Linked DNA regions of Callithrix jacchus: region 2 is linked to region 1. Evidence: chromatin contacts called from public Hi-C data. All regions are on one chromosome and are shown on one strand. Each heading gives the region's core, a stretch centred on a gene start, on an enhancer-like site or on the middle of the called end of the contact. The rest is flanking DNA. Distances are from core to core; before and after follow the strand shown.

The links. Hi-C and Micro-C count contacts between places; a contact is called where the count stands out from the background.
Region 2: a Hi-C map of induced pluripotent stem cells shows a contact between it and region 1, with 5 times the contacts expected there. The contact joins the promoter of TTLL6 here to the enhancer-like site in region 1. A contact is called at or near these places in 3 of 3 Hi-C or Micro-C datasets (induced pluripotent stem cells and skeletal muscle).

What each region holds. Positions count from the first base shown.
Region 1 is chr5:117,426,431-117,429,805 of calJac240_pri, forward strand. No RefSeq gene overlaps it. Among named protein-coding and RNA genes, the nearest start is that of ATP5MC1, 20 kb to the left of the region's middle. Within about 2 kb of position 1,576, at least 4 of the 16 cell types and tissues checked have an H3K27ac peak or open chromatin away from gene starts, as enhancers often do.
Region 2 is chr5:117,478,397-117,481,525 of calJac240_pri, forward strand. TTLL6 (tubulin tyrosine ligase like 6) reads left to right here and starts at 1,525. Exons shown (of 18, transcript XM_078374247.1): 1 at 1,525-1,651. CALCOCO2 (calcium binding and coiled-coil domain 2) reads right to left here and starts at 1,358. Exons shown (of 15, transcript XM_078374248.1): 1 at 1,177-1,358; 2 at 1-229.

The DNA of each region.
Region 1 (3,375 bases), core at 326-2,825:
CTCTGGTCCCTACTATAAATCTATTCAGGGTCTTTGGCAACAGTCCTAGGCATGAGTCCTGACTCACAGGGAAATAAGGATAGGTTTACAGAGATAGAATAATACCATTTGGAGAAAGGAGAACTGGAAAAAGACACAGAGTGTCTCTAATGAAGTGCAAGAGTTCTGAAGTTGGACTGCCTGAATTTAAGTCCCAACTCTGTAGGCAGGGCATTGTAGTTCACGCCTGTAACCCCAGCCCTTTGGGAGGCTGAGGCCAGCAGACTGCTTGAGCTCAGGAGTTTGAGAACAGCCTGGGCAACATGGTGAAACACTGTCTTTACAAAAAATACAAAAATTCTGGCGGTGTATGATGGCTCATGCCTGTAATCCCAGCACTTTAGGAGGTCGAGGTGGGTGGATCACCTGAGGTTAGGAGTTTGAGACCAGTCTGGCCAACACGTGAAACCCCAAATCTGTCTCAAAACAAACAGACAAACAAACACCCCTACAAAAATTGTCTGGCCATGGTGGTGCACACTTGTAGTCCCAGCTACTCAGGAGGCTGAAGTGAGAAGATGGCTTTAGTCCAGAAAGTAGAAGCTGCAGTGAGCTGTGATCATGCCACTACACTCCAGCTTGGGAGACAAAGCAGGACCCTGTCTTGGAAAAAAAAAAATCCCAATTCTGTAACTGTATGACCATGCATGATTCACTCATTCTCTCTTCATGTCCTATCTGTGAAATGGGTTTATTAATACCTGTAATTGTTATTTATCATATATATTGATGATTAATGTTTTGTTGTGGGGGTTAAAATGATCAAATACAAAGTGCTTAACATATAAGCACTCAATGCCCACTTTTTTTTTTTTTTGAGTTGGAGTTTTGCTCTTGTCACCCAGGCTGGAGTGCAATGGCACGATCTCGGCTCACTGTAACCTCGGCCTCCCAGGTTCCAGTGATTCTCCTGCCTCAGCTTCCCAAGTAGCTGGGATTATAGGCAAGCACCTATAATCCCACGCCCAGTTAATTTTGTATTTTTGGTAGAGATGGGGTTTCACCAGGTTGGCCAGACTGGTCTCGAACTCTTGACATCAGGTCTTGGCCTCCCAAAGTGCTGGGATTACAGGCATGAGCCACTGCGCCCAGCCCAATGCCTACTATTTTATCTAAATTAAAAGGAGATGTTAAACTTAACATTTTGTTAAGAAGGTAGCTCTCAGGCTGGAAGTAGTGGCTTATGCCTGTAATCCAAGCACTTTGGAGGCCAAGGCGGGCGGATCACCTGAGGTCGGGAGTTCAAGACCAGTCCGACCAACATGGTGAAACCCCGTCTTAAAAAAAAAAAAAGAAGGTAGCTCTCATGTTGTGTTCTTACACAATCAAAAAGTTATAACAGATGAGTAGGTAGTCAGCAGAAAAAAGAAAAAAAAGAAAAAAAGCAAAGTTAACTCAGAAAAAAATAAAAGGAGATTACATACGGCAGATGCGAGCACAACACAAATAATCCTGTTGTTCAGTATGTGTTGACAGGATCTGAAGCTGGCTACAGGAAGAATTTCCCAGCAACAAAGAGTGGGAAGCCCTGAGCAAACTGTAAAATCTCCTCCTCAGTTTCTTCCCAAGAGAAGCTTTCGTCTCAGGGGTGGTCATTTCTGGAGGCAGGGGCTGCAGGAGACCCTGGTAGCAGGCAGGTCTGTTTGGTGCCTGAGTCCATGACAGTTGATAAACAAGGCCCCTTCAGATGCTGCGCTGGGCATTGCCTGGGGTATGTAACCAGGAGACGGAGTGCCTGCATTTCCAAGATCATTTGTAGCTGTTTCCTGGACCTGAGTAAATTTTTATTTTAAAGGTGCCCCCTGGCCCAACCCAAATCTCAGCTTAACATTAGCAGTTGCTTCTCTTTGGCTGAGCAGATGAACTGCAAAAAACTCCCAGAGTGAAAGGGGAAAGGGAAGGGTGGGGTTGGGTGAGGTGGCAGGAATGGGTTCCGGGTGATGGGAGGTGGGCCTGGTTGTCACTAGGGCCTCTCCGGTAAACTGAAGGGCAGGCAGGCTACTGGCAAAGAAAGAGTTATTGAGCATCAGCTGACGGGATGGCAAGCAGTAAGGGAGGCTCTGGCCCAGTAATTCTTATCTTCTGGAAAGTTTAAGAGTCATATTGTCACTTGCAAGGAATTTCCTGGACTATGAACTTTATTGCAGAGAGGACAGAACGGCTGGGTGGGAGGAAGTTAGCCTCAGGCTTCACACCCACCCCTCCCATTCCCCCACAGCTGGGTTTGCTGTTTCTCCAAACAATTTAGTGTTAACAACATAAACCCTGGTCCGGCCTGGCCTCCTGCAGCTGTGTGGCCTTCAAGTCTTTATCCTTGATAAGCCTTGGCGCCCTCATCTATAAATGGGTTTAATAACAGCACTTGCTTATAGTTAATGCCGAATATATGTTGGGTTTGAATGATGATGAGGAACCTGGGGCCAGAGATTTGCACTGAGGGGATGAATAGAGAACAGAATCTGTCCCTTTTTTTTTTTTTTTTTTTTTTGAGACGAGTCTTGCTGTCACCCAGGCTGGAGTGCAGTGGTGTAATCTCAGTTCACTGCAACCTCCACTTCCTGGGTTCAAGTGATCCTCGTGCCTCCGCTTCCCAAGCAGCTGGGATTACAAGGGCCCGCCACCATGCCTGGCTAATTTTTGTATTTTTAGTAGAGATAAGATTTCACATGTTGGCCAGGCTGGTCTTGAACCCCTGACCTCAGGTGATCTGCCTGCTTCCGCCTCCCAAAATGCTGGGATTACAGGCGTGAGCCACCATGCCGGGTCTGTCCCTGTTCTTGGGAGCTGATCAGAGGATCAAGATGGGCATGCATCAAAAGAAATGCACTTGGTTGCCTCATCTAGCCAATGGTGCAAAAGCGCCAACCTTGAAAATAATTTCTAGTTACCACTTTTAGTACATTTTTTGTTTGTTTGTTTATTTATTTATTTTTTCTCTTTTTTTGGAGATGGAGTCTTGCTCTGTCGTCCAGGCTGGAGTGCAGTGGTATGATCTTGGCTTACTGCAACCTCCACCTTCTGGTTCAAGCAATTCTCCTGCCTCAGCCTCTTGAGTAGCTGAGACTACAGGTGCATGTTACCACGCCCGGCTAATTTTTTGTATTTTAGTAGAGATGGGGTTTCTTTTTATTATTATTATTATTTATTTTTTAAAGACGGGGTTTCACCATGTTGATCAGGGTGGTCTTGAACTCCCAACTTCAGGTGATCCGCCCACCTTGGCCTCCAAAGTGCTTGGATTACAGGCGTGCCCGGCCTGAGATGGGGTTTCACCGTGTTGCCCAGGCTGGTCTTGAACTCCTAAGCTCGGGCAATCCGCCTGCTTCAGCCTCCCAA
Region 2 (3,129 bases), core at 275-2,774, 52 kb after region 1:
CTCTCCCTCATTTCCATCACAATATCACTCCTGAGGGACCTGAGACCAAACAGGAGCCAGGCAGAGCAGATTGGTAGGACGCTGGGGAAAGAAAACAGTGGGATGGGGGAGGAGAACAGAGCTGCGACAGTTGGTCTTAGGGAAGCATCTGCTGGGTGACCAGTTGATGATGGTCACCTTACCCCTCAGGGCCTGGGAGACAGGGAGGGGCATCACAGCACGGGGCTACCTGCAGGGAAAAGAGAAGAGGACTGATTGAATGGCAGGGAGGTTTCTGGAAGAGCAGCAGATGGGCCACTGGTTTCACCTTGGGCCCTCTGTTCACTCTGGGGTGACTGTAAGCACCACGTGGCAGGCTTCCAGGGTCGGCTTGGGGCTAAGCTACACCTTTGCCTCTGATATTCTGCCTGTGCAGATCAGCAGGTGAAGAGGATCTGTGTTGGGAGGAACTTAGGTTACCAACTCAGGCCCAAATGAGTGTTTATTTTATTTGTTTGAGACAGGGTTTCCCTCTGTTGCCCAGGCTGTTGTGCAGTGGCGAGATCTCAGCTTAATGCAAACTTTGCCACCGGGTTCAAGCGATTCTCCTGCCTCAGCCTCCTGAATAGCTGGGGCCACAGGTATGTGCACCACGCCCGGTTAATTTTTATATTTTTAGTACAGAGGGGGTTTCGCCATGTTGCCCAGCTAGTCTTGAACTCCTGAGCTCAAGCGATCCACCCACCTAGGCCTCCCAAAGTGCTGAGATTACAGGCATGAGCCACAGTGCCCGGCCGTCTACAATGATTTGAATCCAGTCACTACTACAGATTCTCCACCTGAAGACCAAATGGTGGCTGTGAAAAGCCCATATCCCTGACCCCTTGAGTCTTACTGACTCTTCAGTTGGGTCTGGGCGGCTCTCTCTTACTGATCAGTTCACTGGAGGCCATGACACCCTACACTCTGGAGGCAAGGTCAGGATTCAGTAAGTCTGAGCGGTCATTACGGTTTTGCAATGCCCATTTTCCTGTTGAAGAAGCTAAGCCTTACAGAGGTAATGATGCCTGCCCAAGGTTACACAGGCACTAATATGCCTGAGATGCTGAGTCTCCAACCAAAATTTTCCCACGGTGCCTCCTGCTTCAGGTTTGCCCTCTACCGGGGGCCTAAATTCAAAGCGCCCTCCTCCCTCACCGCAGCCCAGCGCAGCTGGACCTCTGGAGCAGGACGCTCTGGTCGCGCTGGCCCACTGCGCCCCGAAGGGACTGGCGCGGGTGGGCTGGGGCTGCGGCTCCGCTAGCTGGGCGCGTGTAGGGCTGCGGGGGCGAGCGGCGGTCCAGCCCCTGGCGCCCGGGTGCGCGGTGCGCGCGTCCTCTGAGTTTCCAGGGACAACTGTGGGCGTTTCCCTCCCCTAGCGCCCAGGCGGTTGCATTCAAGAGGGACGGGGCATGGCAGCTACTGCAGGGGCCAATCGAAGGCCTAGAAGTCTCCTTATGCAAATATGAGGGCCGGGCAGACCCAAAGTTAGCGCGAGCGCGGGTTGGGGTTGGGGCTGTTGGGCAGCCAATGGGAGCGTTACTACTTCATCCTTCGAGAAGGGGGCCAGCAGGTGTGTTTGCGAGCGGAACTGGCAGCCCAGCGGGGCGAGACGAGGGAATAGGAATAGCGGGTAAGAGCGCCCCAAAGCCCGGTGTTGGTATCAGACCACAGTCTTCTGGTGCCTCTCCCCTGAAAACCTGGCTAGACACGTCTTCTTATCCCCGCACGGGACCCAGCTCCCCTGGGTACCCTGCTGTCCTCCCTGGTGGCGTTCCACAGCGTCAGCCACTCACCCTCACTGTCCCTCGGCTCCGGGGCTCCCCACTTCTCAGTCCCTCCTTTAACGTTCATTTCCTGCCCTTCCCCGATTTCCTAAACCAGATTCTACCAAGGAGCTGTCCCTTAGACATCAGCGATCCCTGGTACTCACACAACCCTCTTCATGTCCTTCGTCCCCATCATTGGATCCTTTTCTTTATCACTGTTCTTCATTTGTCTGGGGAAACCTTCCAGAAAGACACTTCCCATTTTTCGTGGCCAGCAAAGCCCTCTGCAGATGCCCCTACCCCCTTCCAGCCTGGTATTCTTTCACTTCCAGTTATTTCTCACCCCTCCTGAAGAATACTCTTCCAGCTTTTCAGAAAGTTCTTTGGGATTTGAACGTTAGGAAAATTATCACATTGGGCATGAAGTGGGAAGAGAGCTAACGTTTTTATTTTTATTTATTTGTTTGAGACGGAGTCTTGCTCTGTTGTCCAGGCGATCTCGGCTCACAGCAACCTCGGCCTCCTGGGTTCAAGTGATTCTCCTGCCTCAGCCTCCTGAGTAGCTGGGACTAAAGGCGCCCATCACCACGCAGCTAATTTTTGTATTTTTAGTAGAGACAAGGTTTCACCATGTTGGCCAGGCTGGTCTCAAACTCCTGACCTTGTGATCTGCCTGCCTTGGCCTCCCAAAGTACTGGGATTATGGCGCCCAGCCTGGGAGCTAACGTTTTTAAAGCACCGGTATGGGCGAGGCACTCCAAAAAATTATTTAATATTTACACCAATCCTATTTTATATATATATATAGATAGATAGATTTTTTTATTTTGAGAGATGGAAGGGTCTCACTTTATTGCCCAAGCTGGTCTCGAACACCTGAGCTCAAGTGATCCTTCTAACTTGGCTTTCCAAAGTGCTGGAATTACAGGCATGAGCCACCACTCCTGGCCTATATTTTCCTTTTTTTTTTTTTTTTTTTTTTTTGAGACGGAGTTTCTCTCTTGTTACCCAGGCTGAAGTGCAATGGCGTGATCTCAGCTCACCTCAACCTCCGCCTCCTGGGTTCAAGCAATTCTCCTGCCTTAGCCTCCCAAGTAGCTGGGACTACAGGTGCACGCCACCATGCCCAGCTAATTTTTGTATTTTTAGTAGAGATGGGGTTTCACCATGTTGACCAGGATGGTCTGGATCTCTCGACCTCGTGATCCACCCGCCTTGGCCTCCCAAAGTGCTGGGATTATAGGCGTGAGCCACTGTGCCAGGCCTCCTGGCCTATATTTTCATTTTACAATATAGCTTTTATTTTGAACCAAGCACTGCTTTAAGAGCATTAGAAATATTA